Regions from separate parts of the Sus scrofa genome. Here all the other regions are linked to region 3. A link is a contact called in public HiChIP or PLAC-seq data. All regions are on one chromosome and are shown on one strand. Each heading gives the region's core, a stretch centred on a gene start, on an enhancer-like site or on the middle of the called end of the contact. The rest is flanking DNA. Distances are from core to core; before and after follow the strand shown.

Evidence for each region. HiChIP or PLAC-seq counts read pairs in DNA pulled down with a chosen protein or histone mark.
Region 1: a contact with region 3 is called in an H3K27ac HiChIP or PLAC-seq map of skeletal muscle. The contact joins two enhancer-like sites. A contact is called at or near these places in 2 of 2 datasets of contacts at active chromatin or transcription factors (alveolar macrophages and skeletal muscle).
Region 2: an H3K27ac HiChIP or PLAC-seq map of skeletal muscle shows a contact between it and region 3, with 2.4 times the contacts expected there. The contact joins two enhancer-like sites. A contact is called at or near these places in 4 of 47 Hi-C or Micro-C datasets (embryonic fibroblasts, liver, omental adipose tissue and 1 more) and 2 of 2 datasets of contacts at active chromatin or transcription factors (alveolar macrophages and skeletal muscle).

The regions. Positions count from the first base shown.
Region 1 is chr12:43,906,034-43,909,650 of Sscrofa11.1, forward strand. No RefSeq gene overlaps it. Among named protein-coding and RNA genes, the nearest start is that of KSR1, 19 kb to the right of the region's middle. Within about 2 kb of position 1,763, at least 18 of the 83 cell types and tissues checked have an H3K27ac peak or open chromatin away from gene starts, as enhancers often do. A contact at or near this core is called in skeletal muscle, where this site is marked.
Region 2 is chr12:43,948,498-43,952,292 of Sscrofa11.1, forward strand. The region is part of intron 1 of KSR1 (kinase suppressor of Ras 1); the gene reads left to right. Among named protein-coding and RNA genes, the nearest start is that of KSR1, 23 kb to the left of the region's middle. Within about 2 kb of position 1,649, at least 33 of the 83 cell types and tissues checked have an H3K27ac peak or open chromatin away from gene starts, as enhancers often do. A contact at or near this core is called in omental adipose tissue and skeletal muscle, where this site is marked.
Region 3 is chr12:44,086,957-44,090,688 of Sscrofa11.1, forward strand. The region is part of intron 2 of KSR1 (kinase suppressor of Ras 1); the gene reads left to right. Among named protein-coding and RNA genes, the nearest start is that of LGALS9, 66 kb to the right of the region's middle. Within about 2 kb of position 1,620, at least 8 of the 83 cell types and tissues checked have an H3K27ac peak or open chromatin away from gene starts, as enhancers often do. A contact at or near this core is called in omental adipose tissue and skeletal muscle, where this site is marked.

The sequences.
Region 1 (3,617 bases), core at 513-3,012, 180 kb before region 3:
GCTTTCTCTCTCTCTCTTTTTTTTTTTGGCCTTGCTGTTGGCATGTGGAAGTTCCCAGGCCAGGGCCACAGCGGGTGAACCAAGCTGTTGCAGCCACAAGAGAAATTCCTTGTGGTTTTTCTTTTAGTGATATGATAGAAATCTAGGAACTTTATCCACTTGTGATAACAGAGAAGTTGCTCTTCTGGTCTCAGAGTAAATCCTGTATTTCCTATACTAAAGGAAAATCTATAGTATTATGATGATAGTGATTTGGGGAGTTTTTTGTTTGGTCGTTTTCTGTTTTTTAGGTCCACACTTGTGGCATATGGAAATTCCCAGGCTAGGGGTGGACTTGGAGCTGCAGCTGCCAGCCTACACACAGCCACAGCAATGCTGGTTCCTTAACCCACTGAGCGGGGCCAGGAATCAAACCCGCATCCTCATAACCACTGAGCCACAACTCTAACTCCTAATGGGTCTTTTTAAAAATTGTCCTCCAGGAGTTCCTGTGTTGGGAGTTGGGATGAGAGGCCCAGCGCTAGCCCATTCAGCTTGTGCTGGGCAGAGAAAGAAGTTCCCTCAGACCGGGTCACGCTGTTCAACACCTGACGAAGACCCAGCCTTCTAGGCTTGGCCCCATTTGGCCTCAGATCAGGAGGATGTTCATATAGCAGGTTGACCCAGTTTCTCACCCCAGGGCCGGCTGCCCAGAGGACTTTGCGGAAATGCTGGCTAAGGCTGCATCTCAAGATAGACTGGGATTATTTCTGGCCTAACTGCTTAACAGCCTGTGGCTTCTGGAGCTTTGATATTTAAAAATGCTATAACAGGGCATTCCCCTTGTGGCTCAGTGGTAGAGGATCTGACTAGTATCCATGAGGACACGGGTTTGATCCCTGGCCTCGCTTAGTGGGTTAAGGATCCGGTGTTGCTGTGAGCTACGGTGTAGGTTGAGGCTCAGATTCTGCATGTCTGTGGCTGTGGCATAGGCTGGCATCTGCAGCTCTGATTGGACCCCAAGCCTGGGAACTTACAAAAAGCTGTAACAGTGCCTCCCCTCCATGAGTAGAGTTAAGCTTTTATTTTGTATCTGCAGCGTCAGGTACCTGGCAGGCATTCAGCATGTTTTACTACCATTTATTGAGCACTGGCAGTGGTGCTCATTGCTATTCCTGGTGCTTCCCAAGGATTTTGAAGTATTATCCCCATTTTATATTATAGTTGTGGAGGTTCAAAAAGACCAACTCACTCTGCAAGGTCATAGAGCTAAGAAAAAACATCCAGGGCTTAACTTCTAATTACTCTGTCTCGAGTCCTGTTTCTCTCCAAAATGGCCTTGAATGGGTGCTAGACTTTAGGAAAGGCACTCAGTCAACCTCAGACTCCCAAGTTAGTCCCTTTGTGAGTCTGCCCATGCCACGGGGCTAGCCCTGAGGTCAGGTTCAACCTTTCCCAACACACTTCTCCTTTCACTGTATCTTGTAACTAGAAGGAATGACTCCAAATATTTGGGGATTGAAACCCACACAGAAAAAAAATGACTTAAGCCCTGTCCTTTGCCCAATGCCTGGGAAAATTACACTGGATATTCCATTTGTTTTTCCCTCCACATGACTCTCCTTAGGAACTTATCTCAAACGATTCAACTTAAGCTGAAGCAGGAAGCCCCAAAGCAGTCACTGAAGGTGAGAAAGTCAGCTGACCTCAGAGCCACTGGCTTTAAAGATGAACATCAGGTCAGGTTACAAACTGCCACATCCAGGGGAAACCTAAGCCCTTTACACCAGCTGTGTGTGTGGACAAGCTTAGATGGGCTTGCCTGGAACTGACCCAAGGTGGCACTGGGCCAGGTGGAAGAGTTACCCAGTCAACTGATACTGATGCCACCGAAGGAACAGAGACAGTTCCCAGCCAAGGAGCGCCCAAGTCAAGAATAAAGGATCAGATCATTCTTACCATATTCATGGATTAAAAACTATACTTCTATCCCTCCACTTTCGAACATCTCTGGAAGTGGGATGTATTTTAGAATCAATCCTGTCTTCAAAAATTTTCTTTCTTAAGTGGACATACTAATGGTACAGATTACAATCAGTGGCATCCAGGGTTTGATGAAACACAAAACAGTGGAATTTATATACAATTAAAAGGTCCCATGGGGTGTTATAGAAATGTCAGGAGTAGAAGACACCAAAAACAGATGGTAACTGAAGGGTGAGACATAGGGAAGTGAAGGGATCCATGAGCCCTTCCTGAAAAATGGCTTGACAATGAAATTCAGTCAATGAAAATCTAATAAAATCGCAAAATAGCTAACATTTATAGACTTTTACTATGATCCAAGCATTGTCCTAGATGAGTAACCAGTATAATTTAATCACCATAACCTAATGAAGCAGATATTCTCACCCCCCCCCCTTTATAAATCAAGAAACTAAAGTATAGAGAGGTTCACTAACTTACCAAAACTGATAGTAAATGGCAGAGTCAGGATTCAGACCCAGGCTTTCTGACTCCAGGCCCTGAGTGGGGGGAAATGGTAAAAACACTCAATATGCAATTGAGCACAAAGTTCAATTTTGAGCTTTCAGGCAGGCAGAGCAAAATAGGTTAATCACATATATTTATTTTTAATTAAAAAAATGTTTTGGTCTTTTTAGGGCCACACCCATGGTGTATGGAGTTTGCCAGGTTAGGGGGTCGAATTGGAGCTACAGCTGCCAGCCTACGCCACAGCCACAGCAGCTCTGAGCTGTGTCTGTGACCTACACCACAGTTCACGGCAACACCAGATCCTTAATCCACTGAGCAAGGCCAGGGATCAAACCCAAGTCCTCGTGGATAATGGTGGGTTTTTTTAACCACTGAGCCACGACAAGAACTCCCTCCACACATATTTTTAAAGTAATGTCTTCATGACTTCATTGTTTTGAAAGATAAATGCTCATGATTTCTTAAAGTCAAGCTATATGGAAAAAATACAAAAATGACAATGCATACTATTCCTTCTCCCAGAAATAACATAGAAGATCCCATGCATGGTATCTCATTTTGCAACTGAGGGCGTAGGGGAGAGGGCAGAGAGAGAGAGATGTGGAGTGTCCATCCGGGACTTTTCTATAGAAAGTGGTTCACTTTGGCCTGTTTTTGGCACAAAAAATTACTGAAAGGCCACGGACATTGACATATCCTCAGACAAGGCCAAGGAAGAGTCTGGTTAGATACCTATAAGATCATAAGCTTCAGAGTCGAGAAATAACTTGCAATCTTTGCATTAAGTACTCTGTAGTTGTGTAACCTGGGGCAAGTCCCTTAGCCTCTCTGAACCTCCTTTTCCCAATCTGTGAAATTAGACTCATTGTAGTACCTAAACCCAGGATTATTGGGATTAATTGAGAGCAAGCCCCAAAAGCATTTAGTGTGGGGCCTAGTCTTTTATTATTATGCCTAAAAGAGCACACGTCCACAGCAGTAGGGACCTTGGGTGTTTATGATCATCCCCTTCCCCCAGGAGGCAAATGAGAGAATTTTTTAGTGTGTTCTGCGACGGTTTGGTTTTTAGGTTTTTTCCCCTTCCTTCCGTCCTTCTTTCTTTCTTTCTTGGGCCAGGGACTGAATCTGAGCCGCATCTGTGA
Region 2 (3,795 bases), core at 399-2,898, 140 kb before region 3:
CTCTGTTGGGTACCCAGGGCTTCTGGGGCTGCCTACATGATGGGAGGCCAGATTTCTCACTGCTCATTCAGCCTCGGCCACGGCCACTCCAAGCCATGGTTATAAATAGCCGCAGACATAAATGTTGGGCAGGGAGAGCAGAGTCCAGCTCACTCCTGGGCTGAGAAACATAACTGGGAGTGGGGTGGGGACAGTGGCTGGTCTGGAATGATCTGTCTCCTCCAGCCGCAGTGGTGAGAGAGATCTGGGACCTGAGTGGCCTGGGGTGGAGGGTTCACAGGCACCCTGGGATTCAGAGGCATCCTGCGCTGGAGATCCGAAGGCGCCTCCCTCCCTCCATCCTAGCTTCCATGGCCCCTTCCCCGAAGTGAGGATGCTCTGAGGGCTTGCCGTGATGCTAGCACAAACGAATGCATTAACAACAACCCCTTCTGGAGCATCTGCCACATCAGGAGTGCAATGATATCATTGCATGTATTGATGAATGCATTGATACATGCAGTGATATCCTCGTGCCATGATCTTTAATGTCAACAGTCACACGGTAACAAAAACGACAGTTTCTTTCACACCTCCTAGGCTTCGGGCTCTGGTTTGGGCTTTCAGAGCGTTACCGCCACCCTCCTCATCACCACCCCCATCCCCACGAGGCTGCCGCTGTCGTCTGCTTACAGCTGCGAGCTTCAGCACTTGTTAAAGACTATTGTCTGTCTTGTTTAACTTCGTTCTTACATCTACTTTCTGTGGGAGGTATTCTCACTCCTCTAAGGCACCCAGAGATTAAATGACTTGCTCAGAGTCACAGGCTAGTCAGTGGCAGGTGGAGATTTGAGTATGGGTCTCTGATTCCAAAGCCTTAGCTCTCCCCGCAGACACATCCTTCTCCAAGGGAGCAGATGCTGAGACATGCTTTTTGGATGAATGAATGAATGAGCAAAGGAACGTGTGTCTTCCAGAGGTGATGGGTGGAATTTTTAAGCCCAGAGAGGTTAAGCGAGTTATTCAAGGTCACAGAGCCAGACAGCAGCGGAGTGGGTAAGGGGGGCTGGCACGTCTCCTTTCCTTCACAAACCTTCCTGCTGCTCGGAGCAGAAGATGCCTCTTTTTGGCAACCGATGCCCTTCCTCAGTCCTCGGATAATGGTGGATTCGGATTTCCAGACTCCATTCCCACCCTTTGGGGAGCCCAGTGGGAGGCCCGGGGCCGGGCCGGGCCCCTCCCTACACACGAAGTCAAGGGCAACTGGCCCGCCAGTCACGGGAGAGTCATTTTATCATCTCTTCCTTTTCTTGAGGAGCTTACAGCTGCAGGGATCAGAGTTCTGCTGAGAGGGGAGGTGTCCCCTGGGGCCTCAAGAGACTGGCTGGGTGCCACCTCCCCGCCCGAGCCTCCCAGACTGTCTGCCACGGAGGGTCTGTGCCGTGGTGTGGGAACAGCTTTGGGATTTGGGGCAGACCAGAGACCCTTCTCCAAGTCTGAGCTAAATGGGGGGATGGCACAAGCTGGCCTTCCAGGTCTCACCCTGCCTCCGCGATGCCCGCCTGCGCTCCCCCAGCCTCACTCCTGCGTGGGAGGGGAAGGAGGGGAAGGAGGCCGGCCTCCTGCCAGGCTCCCTGAAGGGTGGGAAATGAGTCGGCCAGGAAATTAGAATTTGCTGTTAATCCAAGCATGAGTAAGGGCAAAACGGTTGCCAACAAGAGGCTGTTTCTGCTCCAAGTAGCAAGGAGGGAAGCCCGCGCTGGGAGGTGCGAGCCAGGCTGCCTCACCCGCTCTGCAACCCGGCTCCCGCTCCAGCTCCCCTTCCCTCAGAGAACACTCAGACTTTTCCAGAGTCTACACATGCAGCCTTCACGTCCCCATCATTCCTCTCTTGCAATAGAGTCCCTTCCCAGCTCTCTGGTCCCCTGTCTTGGGTTTCATCCCCAGGGACTGCTCCGTGGCGGCTGGCCTTTCTGACCACACCGTCACTGTTGTTAAGGTCCCACCGTCCTGTGTCCCCCCCGGGGCTGGCTGGCTGCGTTCTCCCCGTCCCTTCCCAGGTACCCACTCTTAAATACTCACATTCCCCATCCAAGACTGTTCTCCACTCTCTTTCCCAGCTCTTCCCACCCTCCTGAAGCCTCTCTTTCACGCCTGAGCTTAACAAGATGCCCAAGACACTGCATTCAGCCCACCTCTCTCTTCTGAGCCCAGGTCCAAGGAAAACTACAATTTTCCATCATTTTCTTTTTTTCTAAAATGATTTTTATTTTTTCCATTATAGCTGATTTACAGTGTTCTGTCAATTTTCTACTGTACAGCAAAGTGACCCAGTCACTCATACATATATACATTCTTTTTCTTTTTCTCTTTCTTTTCTTTCTTTCTTTCTTTCTTCTTTTTTTTTTTGCTTTCTAGGGTCACGCCTGCGGCATATGGAGGTTCCCAGGCTAGGAGTTGAATCAGAGCTATAGCTGCCAGCCTACAACCACAGTAATGCAGGATCTGAGCCACGTCTTCGACCTACGTTGCCCGATCCTTAACCCACTGATCGAGGCCAGGGATCAGACCCGCAACCTCATGGTTACTAGTCAGATTCGTTTCCACTGCACTGCAATGGGAACTCCTATACATTCTTTTTCTCACATTATCCTCCATCATGCTCCATCACAAGCGCCTAGGTATAGTTCCCTGTGCTGTATCTCACAGAATCTCATTGTTTATCCATTCCAAAGGCAATGGTTTGCATCTATTAACCCCAAATTCCCAGTCCATTCCACTTCCCCCCCGCCCTCGGCAACCACAAGTCTGTTGTGCAAGTCCATGAGTTTCTTTTTTGCGGAAAGGTTCGTTTGTGCCGTATATTAGATTCCAGTTATAAGCGATACCATATGATATTTGTCTTTCTCTTTCTGACTTATTTCACTTAGTATGACAGTCTCTAGTTCCATCCATGTTGCTGCAAATGGCATTATTTTGTTCTTTTTGCGGCTGAATAGTATTCCACGGTGTATATATACCACATCTTCTTAATCCATTCATCTGTCGATGGACATTTAGGTCGTTTCCATGTCTTGACTATTGTGAATAGTGCTGCAGTGAACATACGGTGCATGTGTCTTTTTCAAGGAAAGTTTTGTCTGGATATATGCCCAAGAGTGGGATTGCTGGGTCATATGGTTCTATATATAGTTTTCTGAGGTCCCTCCATACCCATTTTCTTAAGAGGCTCACAGTCCCTCAGATTCGAATGTCACAGCCTGAGCTCATCTTCCTCCTCCCCAAACCTGACCACCTTCCGAAGTCCCATCATCCACCTGGTTGCCAAGATGGAAACACCAGATGTTCTGGGTCCTTTCTCTGACTCCACAGCTTCCCAGGCCCCTCGTCCATAGTCAGAGATGTTTGAAAGCCTCTGCTCTAGCCCCATAGGTGCTCAAACTGTGTATGTTTTGTTTTGTTTTGTTTCCTCACCTGCGGCATGTGGAGGTTCCCGGGGCCAGGGATGGCTCAAACTTGCACCACTGCAGTGACACCAGATCCTTAACTGCTAGGCCACTTGGAAACTCCAAACTCTGCGTATTTAAATGACCAAAGAAGCAAATGAATGGGCCGGCCCTGGTCTGGCAAGTTCTCCCAATATGCTGGATTTCTCAGGATTCACGGCATTTCAGCTCATAGAACAGTCCCACCAGTGGCAGCAGCAGGAGGAGCTAGAATTATCTTTGCTTTTTTTTTTTTTTTTTTTTTGTCTTTTTGTCTTTTTTGTTGTTGTTGTTGCTATTTCTTGGGCCACTCCCGCGGCATATGGAGGTT
Region 3 (3,732 bases), core at 370-2,869:
CCTGAAAAGTCCACTGGGCTCCCCCCTCTGTGAGCCCCCGCCCGCTTCGTGGGAGAGGGAGGCACCAGTGTCCCCCGGGGTGTCTCTGAGCCTAGGCTAGGCTGGGGGTGAGCTGAAGGGGCATGGGCCTCATGAGAGCTCAGGCCCCAGGGTGCTGCCCTGCCCTGGTCCCACCCGCCTTCTGAGACCCTTTCTGTGCTGGGCAGCTTTGGCCAGACCTCAGGCCCCACGGTCCTCATCCCGTGTCTGCCACCTACACCCCAGCTCACAGCAATGCCGGATCCTTAACCCACTGAGTGAGGCCAGGGATCGAACCCACGTCCTCATGGTTACTAGTCAGGTTCGTTACTGCTGAGCCACAACAGAAACTCCAGGATCCTTTTTTAAAGCCTCCCGGGTAACTCCAGGTGCCACTGAGGTTGAGAGCCACTGATCTGATGGAGCCAAGCCCACACATTTTCTAAATGATGAAATGGAGGCCCAGAGAGAAGCAGGGATGGGCCCAAGGTGAAGAGGGTTCCAACCTCTGACCCTTCTTTGGCTGGAAGGCCGTGAAGAGAAGCCCTCCAGGAAGGGCCTGACATCTCCCAGGAGGGGCGTCTTCTTATTTCCCAGGGCTGGGATGGTGACTAGGTTCAGAGACAAAGCCAGTATCCCCCAGCTGTCTGCTGATCTCCATGGAAACCCCAGGAGGCCGCCTGACCCAGGCCCCTCGCTCCCTCAGCCCCTCCTGTGCCTCCCAGAATAGCCCACTATTATTATCCAAGTCTCACCCCTCCCTCTCCTCCGACACCAGCGGTGGTGAGAAGGCAGGAGGGAACATCTGTCAGGTGCTCCTTTGCCCGCTGGAGGCACACGGGCTCTCGTTTCTCTCCCTCTGCTGCCCCAGCCCCGCCCTGAGCCCTGGCCGCAGAGGGGGTGCACAGGGCCCTACATCGCCATCCCCAAGGTTCTGGGATCCACCTCTGGCCCCTCTGGTGTGATCTGTTCCCAGGGAGGCATCTGTGGCGAAGAATCCTGGCCCTTGAATTAAGCCTCAGCCAGGTAAGCTGGGGGATGCCTCTACCTCGCCGCACCCCCCACCCAGAAATCCAGGCTCCTCCGATGGACCTGGAGTGGTGGCCACACTCGTTGAGGTAGTTAGTGACGTTACTGGTCCCTGCTGTCCTCTAAGATGAGACGGAAGGCTAAACAGAGACCCCAGGTACAGGCTTGCGTCTCTGTCTTCCTTCAACCCAGGCCTCCACATGAATTCCATCCTGAGCTGTCACAGGTTTTTTTTTTTTTTCAGGGCCGTGCCCGTGGCATATGGACGTTCTCAGGCTAGGGGTCAAATGGGGGCTACAGCTGCCGACCTACACCACAGCTACAGCAATGCGGGTTCCGAGCCGCGTCTGCGACGTACAGCACAGCTCATAGCAATGCTGGATCCTTAGCCCACTGAGCAGAGCCAGGGATTGAACCCTCATCCTCATGACACTAGTCGGGTTCATTACTGCTGAGCCAAAACGGGAATTCCTATCACAGGTTCTCGTCCGTGGCCACATACAGGCTGTGAAGCCCCTGGCCTTTCCATGACCCACCTGACTGGCCACAGCCATGGGGAATGGCGCTTATGTCACCCAGGCCAAGTTTCTAAGTATAGACCCCAAGCAGCCCCGTGGCTGCTGGTAAGTCCCAGGATGCCATTTGATACCCAGCCTGGACTATGACACCAGCTGCTGGGGGGAGGGGGCAGCCGTGTTTGGCGCAGCCCAGCCCGTTCTCGCCTTCTGCTGCAGAGAACAGAGCCACCAGTTGAATGATCACAGACTGGGAGTCTTCTCAGACTAGCCCTGCCCTCTCATTGCCATCAAAAAGAATAATGTCGTGAATCACGGCTCGAGGGAGCAGGCGGAGGCAGGGAACCAGCGTGCCAGGGTGTGACCCACACCCTGCCTCCCAGCCCACGTGCTTGCCCAAAGGTGGCTGGAGCCGGGGGCATCTCCCTCGACTGGCTGGGCAGCCATGTCCCCCTCCCTGGTTTCTAGCTCATATTTCCTTCTTTAGACAGAAGCTGGGGTGGGGTGGGCAGTAATTCTCCTTAAAGCAGTGTCGACACCCAGCCTTCCTTCCCTTCTCCAGAATTCCCGGGGGTGGGGGGCAGCCCTTGGCTTTGAGACAATTTGGCATCTTCCTGTGGCTCTAGGAAGCTGGGAGACCTTCCTGCAGCCTTGGGGCCTCTTGGACCTGAGAGCGTTCCAGGGCGGCTGTACCTGCCGAGCTGTCAGTGGGCCTGTGAGGTCACCTGCAGCAGGTGGTGACACTGATTCCCTAAATGTGCTTTCGGTTTGAAGATTATCCGTGGAAGTTCCCGTTGTGGCTCAGCAGGCTAAGAACCTGACATAGTGTCCATGAGGATGGGGGTTCGATCCCTGGCCTCACTCAGTGGGTTAAGGATCCAGTGTTGCCACAAACTGCAGTGTAGGTCTCGGATATGGCTCGGATCTGGTATGGCTGTGGCTGTGGTGTAGGTCGGCAGCTGCAGCTCTGATTTGACCCCTAGGCTGGGAACTTCCATTTGCCATGGGTGCAGCCCTGAAAAGAAAAAGCTATAGAGATTATCCAGAACAATTTTAGGCGAATTTCTCTCGTCTGAAATAACTTCCTAACTCAGACTTGGCTGTGCCCTTAACTGAGCGGGAGAATCACAGCCACATGTGAGGTCTGGAGGTGCCAAGCTGCCTGGAGGCATTGCTTGAGTCATGAAAGGAGATGCCCAGCCTGACTGTGGTCCCGCCAGAGGTGCAGCCAAGGCTGGGGGAAGCGTTTTCTGCGTGCCTGGTTCACCTGGTTCCCCTGGTTCCAGCGAGCCTGCCTCGTGCACAGTCCCCTCTTGCTTGAATCAATGTTAGCCCTGAAGTAGCTCGTAGGAATTGGAAGCCGGGGCACTTTGCTTCCATGGTGGGGCTGCAGAGCCAGGGCAGCGCTTGGCTGAGAGGGCCTGGCCGCCAGGTGATGTGTCACCAGGGTGCTTGCTGCTGGGCTGACAGAGCTCCCCATTTGCCTTCAGAAATGAAGCCTCAGAAGCCACTGACCAAACAAACTCCTCAGAAGACCCCAGACTCTTCATCCAGGGTCTCCAGGCTGTGATCCGGGGGCTCCATGTAACCCATGGGTGTGATTGTTTGGTCTGCATGGATTTGTGCTCGTTGCCACCAAGTGAAATCAGCCCTTTTCAAGTAAATATTCTGATTTCCTTCTAAGAAGATCCGGTGCCCCTCCTGTGGCCTCCCGTCTTCCGCCAACTCTGAGTGAGAACAGCGGTAGGTTTCTGATCAGCGTTGCCCCTGGGGCCGTCAGCTTTCTTGCTGTCCAGTGAAGAGGTGAGAGGAGTGTTTCCAGTACTTGTACCTCCATCACATGATAAATCTTTGGGGGCCACGTGCCCACTGGTCCCCATTTCTTCCCAAGGCCTGGCCCTGAGGCTTGTGTGTTTGGGACCCTTACTCTGCCAGGTAGCCTGCTGACTGGGGGACGGTGTCCCTGCTGCTGTCAGGCAGAACAGGGTAGCTGATCTCCCCAGTGTGGCGATCCAGGCCTGGGGGGAGGAAGGAACAGACTGAAATAATGGCGATGCTGTGTGTGCTGAGCCCTCCCATTTCACTGAGGCCATGCGCGGTTCACACCTCAGGAAGTGAGGCTTGGCCTTGGCGAGGGCGGGGCAGCTCCTGTGTAAGTGGGACCCTGGGT